Regions from separate parts of the Anas platyrhynchos genome. Here region 2 is linked to region 1. Evidence: chromatin contacts called from public Hi-C data. All regions are on one chromosome and are shown on one strand. Each heading gives the region's core, a stretch centred on a gene start, on an enhancer-like site or on the middle of the called end of the contact. The rest is flanking DNA. Distances are from core to core; before and after follow the strand shown.

The links. Hi-C and Micro-C count contacts between places; a contact is called where the count stands out from the background.
Region 2: a Hi-C map of F1 follicle shows a contact between it and region 1, with 2.8 times the contacts expected there. The contact joins two enhancer-like sites. A contact is called at or near these places in 5 of 8 Hi-C or Micro-C datasets (F1 follicle, liver, skeletal muscle and 2 more).

The regions. Positions count from the first base shown.
Region 1 is chr1:32,726,984-32,730,573 of IASCAAS_PekinDuck_T2T, reverse strand. No RefSeq gene overlaps it. Among named protein-coding and RNA genes, the nearest start is that of SCAF11, 11 kb to the right of the region's middle. Within about 2 kb of position 1,778, at least 1 of the 8 cell types and tissues checked has an H3K27ac peak or open chromatin away from gene starts, as enhancers often do. A contact at or near this core is called in subcutaneous adipose tissue, where this site is marked.
Region 2 is chr1:32,793,752-32,797,341 of IASCAAS_PekinDuck_T2T, reverse strand. No RefSeq gene overlaps it. Among named protein-coding and RNA genes, the nearest start is that of SLC38A1, 13 kb to the right of the region's middle. Within about 2 kb of position 1,656, at least 3 of the 8 cell types and tissues checked have an H3K27ac peak or open chromatin away from gene starts, as enhancers often do. A contact at or near this core is called in subcutaneous adipose tissue, where this site is marked.

The sequences.
Region 1 (3,590 bases), core at 529-3,028:
TATAATACACACACGCAGTCCCAGACGATTCTTAAATCCACTCACAGGCTGTTCTGTAATAAATCAATCTGGACTTGGCTGATATCTTTCACACTGCTGGATGTAAGCTTTCTGCCCACTTTTGTTATTTAAAGGTGAGAAAGAAGTTTTGCCTTTCATTGCTTTTTTCTTTTATAGATTGACAAACAGACTTTTCACTGTAACAGAGTTAGGTAGAGATTAATGAGTTTGTATTATCAGGAGATGAATGTCTGACTCCAACAGGATATTTAGGTACTTGCCCATGGACTTGCCCTAGATTTCAAAACTGAAATGCAAGAGATGTGTGCACTTGGCATTAAGGGACATGGTTTAGCAATGGGACTCAGGTCAGGTTGATGGTTAGATCTTGGAGGTCTTTTGCAACCCTGATGATTCTATGAAGATCTGGGTTTAAGTGAACATATCAGTAAAACTGGGAACCTAATTACACAAAAATGGCTTTCAAATGCATAAGATTATCTTTAAAAAAAAAATAGAGATTGCTTTTTGTTAATTTCTTTCATTAATAATGATTTCATTGCTATTTGTGATGGTGGTTCAAGCTCTTTTTCTCCTGATGAGATCCCCATAAATGTTCCAATGCAATGTAGATACAAATACAGTGGACCTATACTGTGCTTTTCCAAGAGCTCTGGAGAGTAAAAGTGATATAAAAATGAGAACTGTAATTTTTGTCTAAGGTGATTCACTGTGATAAAATGAGAAAGCAAAATATCTAACAATATTGAATTTTAATGGTGTTATTGCTTCATGTAATTTCTAAGATTATTGGTTATTAGCAAGCATACTTTAAAGACATATTTCTGTTTCCAAATATACGGGGTAGCTAGTAAACACACAATTAGTGAATGTAAATAATATTCCACTGTTTCCATCAGTGGCTTTAATTTATCTTAAATGACCATCTAATCCAATAGTATCTGTCCCATGTTTGTAGCTGGACTCCAAAACTCTGCATTGTCCCTTCCATAGTAAAATGACAACTTCCACAAAGGCAAGAAACTCATTGACTTCATTATTTAAACAAGTCATTGTTATAATAAATGGAAGTCTCATAACTCTTAACAACAGTGAGTCAGACCCATCTGACCTTTGTGGGTGGGCCTTTGTTATGTCCTCTACGTTTAAGAAAGTACAGTATTGTAATATTATTCACCACATACCAAGAGTTCCATCAAAGGCTGACAATCACAGGAAAAGGCACATCCTCATTTACAGTACTGCTGAAATGCTAAATATGTCCGGTCATATAAAGCCCGATCCTGTGAAGTTTTGGCATCGCCCCTCAATAGGAACTAACAACATCTCCGCTACTCCCTTTCCCTAAGGGATGCCCATTGTGCTCACTCACGGCTCGCAGCCCTTTAGTCCTCTCTCTAAAAAAGCCCTCTCTCTAAAAAATAAAAAAATAAAAAATAAAAAAGGATAACTGGAATGAGACTTCAGCAGAAACAAGTGTTGCTCCCTTAAAATGAAGTGTCTGGTTGGGACAGGGGTGTGAATACATGGTTACCTCGAGGGGAAAGACAGAGATGGGCAATTGCAGAAAGGAGCGCGGTGCCTGCAGCACTGGAGGTGTTCAAGGCCAGGCTGGATGAGGCCCTGGGCAACCTGATGTGGTGGGTGGCATCCCTGCCCATGGCAGGGGGTTGGAAAGAGATGATCTTTGAGGTCCCTTCCATCCCGAGCCATTCTCCGACTCTGCGATGGTGCCGTGCTGCCACCTGCGGGCCCAGCCTCCAAACGGCGGCTCCGTGCTGCTTGCCTGAGAACCAGCAGCCTTGGGAGGATTTTCCCCCAGTGAATGTGGAAATTACCCCCAAAAAGCTGCTGCAGCCATCTGCTCCTGCTGGGAACACGCGATGCTGCAGGCCAGATGCTTCGTGGTCACAGAGAATGGTGGTTGTAGAAACTGTCACAAGCACATCCTTGCTCTGTGTCTTAAGTCCTGTGGAAATACTTTCCAGGTGGAAATTAGCCATGGTGTTCATGCACCAAGAAAATGAAAAAAAAGTTCACAAATCTTACGGTTTTGTTGGGTCTGTGGTTGGGGTCCTGTGCCCACTGGCATCCAAGCCCTCCTATTTACATTTGCTAAATCCCTCCCCTGCTGAAAACTGGGCCCATTCTCTGTGTGCAGGCCTGCTGCTCGCTTCTGTCTGCGAGAGCACAAGCAGCCCGGGGGGGCAACATCTCTTCTCCTAACGCCAGCAGCACCTTTCGGGATGTTTTGACCTTCCTCTCCCCAAAACTGGCTCCACCATGTGGCTAGCTCAGTTACTCTGCAGCTGCTGTAATGTGAGTCATGTCCTTAGCTGCCTGGGGACTGCTTTGCAGGAGCTGACCCAGGAAGGTTGACTGAAGGGGGTTTCCAAGCGCTCATCCTGGCACTCATTTGGAGAAAAAGCCCTATTCAAAGAGGATTTCACATCTTTTCCCACAATTATCTAAGCAATTAAAGCTTGGGGAAATATGGGCAATAGTGGCTAGAATGCAAACAGTTTTTGTTTCTATTTAAAATTTTCAAGATTTGCCAGTCCACAGACTATTGAAAAATCTGCATTTTCCCTCTAAAGATCATAAATCTGCTTTGCTAAAGCTAATTTAAAAATCCCCAAACACTGCCACTCCAGGCAGCGTTCCCCAGAGGCAGTGTGGCCGCTTGCAAGCTGGCTCCCCGGAGCTGTCCTCCTGGCGCTCGCATGCCCAAGGGCTCAGCCAGCTCCACGGCCACCTCGGGGACAAGTGGCGTGGCTTGGCAGCTGCAGGACTGCGCATCTCTCCCCCCACAAAAACAGCACCCAGCAGCAAACAGCTGCCTTCTGATAAATTTATACCACCTTTACAGTGGTTCCTCATCCGTTCTTGAAGTCCTGTTGGAAAGGCAGTCAGCAAGAAATTAATTGCTCTCACAGGCAGCAGTGCCCTCCAGGCCACCACGCCACTAGCCTCCTGCATGGGCTGGTATGTCGATGCTGTGACAGGGAAGATGACATCAAGGAAACATCGCTTTTACAGGGATAGAAAATTTTCAAACTCTCTGACTTATTCCAGAGGAGTGGGCTGAACGCAGAGTGTCCAGCCTGCCTCTGCTGGAGATGTGCAGTCTTGGTGCTGGATCTCATTTTTGTTAAAAAGGTACAAAACTGTATTTGGAGTCTCTTTAGCACTTCCATTATGGGCTTTAAAGCAGCTGGAAGAGATTGGTAGGCAAAAATAATCACCCTTACACTACGTGCTTAAAACATTCCCTTTGAGCAGCGTGCTCCAGCACTTGAAACACAAGGTCTGTCACACCTAAGGTATGGACTCTGCCACACATTTAATGTCAGACTGAGCAAGTCCCTACTGACTCCCCATAGCAGCTTAATGTTATTAACAGCCACAAAATGTATAATGTTCTCCCTCAGCAGAAATGTGGCTTTCTGTTTTATTAAAACTTTGTAACATTTCCTTCTCACTAACCTGTGAGGATGGCATTTATACGATCTACTTAGCTCTCCAGCCTACCAGTTTGGAAATTTATAAAGAAGCTCATCTAATCTGAT
Region 2 (3,590 bases), core at 407-2,906, 67 kb before region 1:
TTAGCTTGTGTTCCTGTTGCAGAGCAGCCTTGCTCCCTTCTAATAAGCATGCCTGGGCTTCTCTTCTAGAGAAAACAAGCAGAGAGGCGGTGTATGTCCAGGTTTTGGTGCTGGAAGGAGCCCAGATGCCATGAGGGACCCCCAGTCCTGTCCTCCCAGGCGTTTGGACATGCCCTCACACCTCCAGTGCAGAAGTGTCCAGTGCCTGTTTCCCCAGCCTCACATCACGGTTTCAGTTCCTCAGATGTGACAGCCTAAACCCCACCTCCTCTCAAGTCCATTCCCTTCCCCATCCCATTCTTGCTTCTGTCCTCACACACCTGGTTTGGGCTGCCATAAGGCGGCTCGTGTCAGCTCCGTCGCTCTCGCTCTTTGCCCAGTCCCAGCCTGCTCCCTGGTCCCACCACCCCCAGTTCTTCCATGAGCTGCCTCCTCTCATCATCCACTGCCTGCCCGACCACCTGCCACAGCCCAGCTTCCACCTTTCCTAGGCATGGCGAGAAGTCCTGTCCATTGTCCCAGTCTCTTGTACTAGAAAGTGCCAGGACGAATATCTGAAACTAGATAAAACTTCAAAGAACAGAAATACGTTCCAGTAAGAGAACTGTCAGGTAATCTCTGTACTAGGTGGCATCATCAACTGAGCTCGACAATGTTATTTAAATTATAAGTGATATTTTTTATTTTACATATATTAATTTTTTTAAAGGTTTTCCAGTTGCAAAACATAAATTGATAGATAATATATGTTGGATAGGTACCAACAATACCATAATCATTCATTATGGGTCTCGGAAAGGAAGTGTAGGTTCTGTAACTCTCCTCTTGGTGACCCTTACATTTTCTTCACATCCTCTGCAAAGAGCTCAGACTGCAGCCAAACAAAGGGGAGCAGAGCAAAGTGATGTGCAGTGTGTATCCCCAAATGCTTTGGAGTCATTGGGCTTCTCATCCACTTGGACCCACCTGGAAAGCCAACAAGAGGTCAAATGGGAAAGAGAAGCCCACGAGTCCCTCTTGTAGCAAACCAGACAAAAACTCACACCTACACTATTTTTCTCCATCCCAGAAAGGTCCGTGATTTGCCCATTGCATGGGCAAAATGCAACATTGCATGTTTTTGAAGCACAATTTGAATGCACATTGCATGTTTTGAAGCCTGTGCTCACTCTGCTAGCTGGCCTTCCACCTCTGGTTCTTCTGCAAGAGCATTCATTTCGTGTACACCATACTGCACCTCCATGGCTCCATCAGACCTTTAACAGCCAATTTCAACCCCAAATCCACTATAAGGCAGAAAGGCAGCAGCCTCTCCTTTTCCCAGAAGCCAGCCCCAAATTCTGCAGTAAGCTCTTCTGAACGAGCAAGGAAAGCCCAGTCCGTGTCACCAGCTGGATGACACCAGCATATGAACTGTGTTTCCAAACCAAGTCTGTCGTTTAACATAAAACAAATGTTATTCCTCGCTGCCACAGATTTCCAGCCATTATGGCAGGTCAAACACAGCACTTCCCTATTCCTGCACTTAACAGAGCTGGTTTCCATCTTGTGGTTAAATTTCTCAACCCATTTAAACAATCCCTATCTTGGATCAACATGCTGCTTATCTCCGGGTCCCAGTGGAGAAGTCTTATGACGGTTATTATGTCTGAGTGTGGCTAACTGCTAGCACATCCATCCATCCTCCCCTGCAAATTTCAGCTTGGCAGGCAGCAGCGGTCTTCTTCTCTTCTGCATTTTCCAGCAGCGGCTTGACCAGAGCTAAACCTCTGGAGTATTTTCTTTCTCACTTGTGTATGGCTAAGTGTGGGAAAGAATCACTTCCCCTCTTTGTCATCCAGAAAGTCTGAAGTAGGGTAAAACCCTTCTGAAAACTGTCCCTTTTAGCAAAAGGCATCGACAACTCCTTTGGTAACTAATTCACCTTCCAATTTTTATAAATACAGAGGAAATATACAGAATCTGAAATGCTTTTATGGGTGATTTTTTTTTCTGTCCATTCTGCTGTTCCCTGACTAAGCAGCATTGCCGTGTGCCACCAGACCTTTCCCTTGCCCATGACACGGGTGCTGTCCCCATCCGTGGGCCATGAGTTATTGCCCACGGCCAAACAGCACACAGATAAAGCTAGAGGCGCCCTTCTGCAAGATCATTCCTGGTTTCATTTCTTTTTCTCTTCAGGCTAATACGCTGTGGCTTTCACTTCTCCCCTCCACCACAGCCATCCAAAAACTTTCAGTTTTCATACTCATATGAGGTTTTGCAGACTTCTCCGGACTTCTTTTTCCAAAAAGAAAAGCCTTTACTTTCCATTTGCTACGTAGTTTCCCGTGTAAAGATCCCAGAGGCTGCAAAGAATTCATTTCCAAGAGGAAGTAAATATGCCCTTTTCACCCAGCCTAGCAAACATTGCCAGATGATAGCTTTACAATGGGATTTTATAAAACTACACAAGAGGGGGAATTTTTGCATGACTCAGTGATAAATATTGCAGTGTCAGCCAGTGTGACAACCAACAAGAGAGGTGTCCGAGAGAAAAATGGGGATGTTTGCCGTCAAAGGGGGAGCAGCCAGGCGATGGGACAGGGTGGTCCCAGCCTCAGGCCCCCCACACCAGAGCTGTGCCCCTAGGTGGGAGCTGCCACCACCAGCAGCCATATCCCAAGGTGATCCCACCGAGATTTGTTGGCCTCTCTGTCTTCTCTTAGAGGGAGCAGGGGCAATGTGGAAGTAGTCCTGAAGGAGGTACGTATAACAGAATGTGGGAAGCACTCAACACCAGCCAGCCCAGCCCGCAAAGCCGCTTAATTAATAAATTTTCATTTAAAAAATCATTTAAAATTATTTTGAAATCATGTGAAAAAAAGGGCAGGAGAAAATGGTAGATGCTGACAGCCTCCAAGAGAAGCCTGAGTCATTACTTAACTCCCGTTCCTTAGTGCCCACAGGACTATCTTCTATCCCACCGGCACATTAACATAAGCAATAAAATAAATCACCATAAGCCAGAGCTCTTTCCTGCTGACGGAGCAAATACTGGCATCTAAGTGTTTGGTGAAATGAAGGAGACAGCCTGTCTGAAGAGCATGGAGGGCCAGATCTCACGTGCACATGGTTCCTCCTCCTTCCTCCAGATGTACATTGAACATGCAGCCAGGTGCGTGTCGCTCCCCAGAAAACCCTTCTCTGCCATCCTGGAAAGTTTTTGCAGTGATGAGCTTTGATGCTACAGATGTAAGAGGTAAAACTGACTTGCTTTGCAGGAAAATGCTCAGCCTGACCCCTGGCCCCAAAGGACATACTCAAAACCAAACCATGCCAAGACTGCCCTGCACTCTTCCATGCAGTCGATTAAAAAACTCTGAATCACCAGGACCATGTAAGAATTTCAACATCACAAACAAGGCTCCAACCTTGAGTCAGTAACTTCACCTTCTGAAAATAAACTAGTGGGAAATGGTAGATTTGATGCGATTTTCCAGGATGCAGACAGGAAGGGACACAGGCGAATACTTCCTTCCAGCCAAGAGATTGATGAGAGGTATTCACATCTGAAGGGAGGAATTTGCTTGACTCATAGGAAATATTTT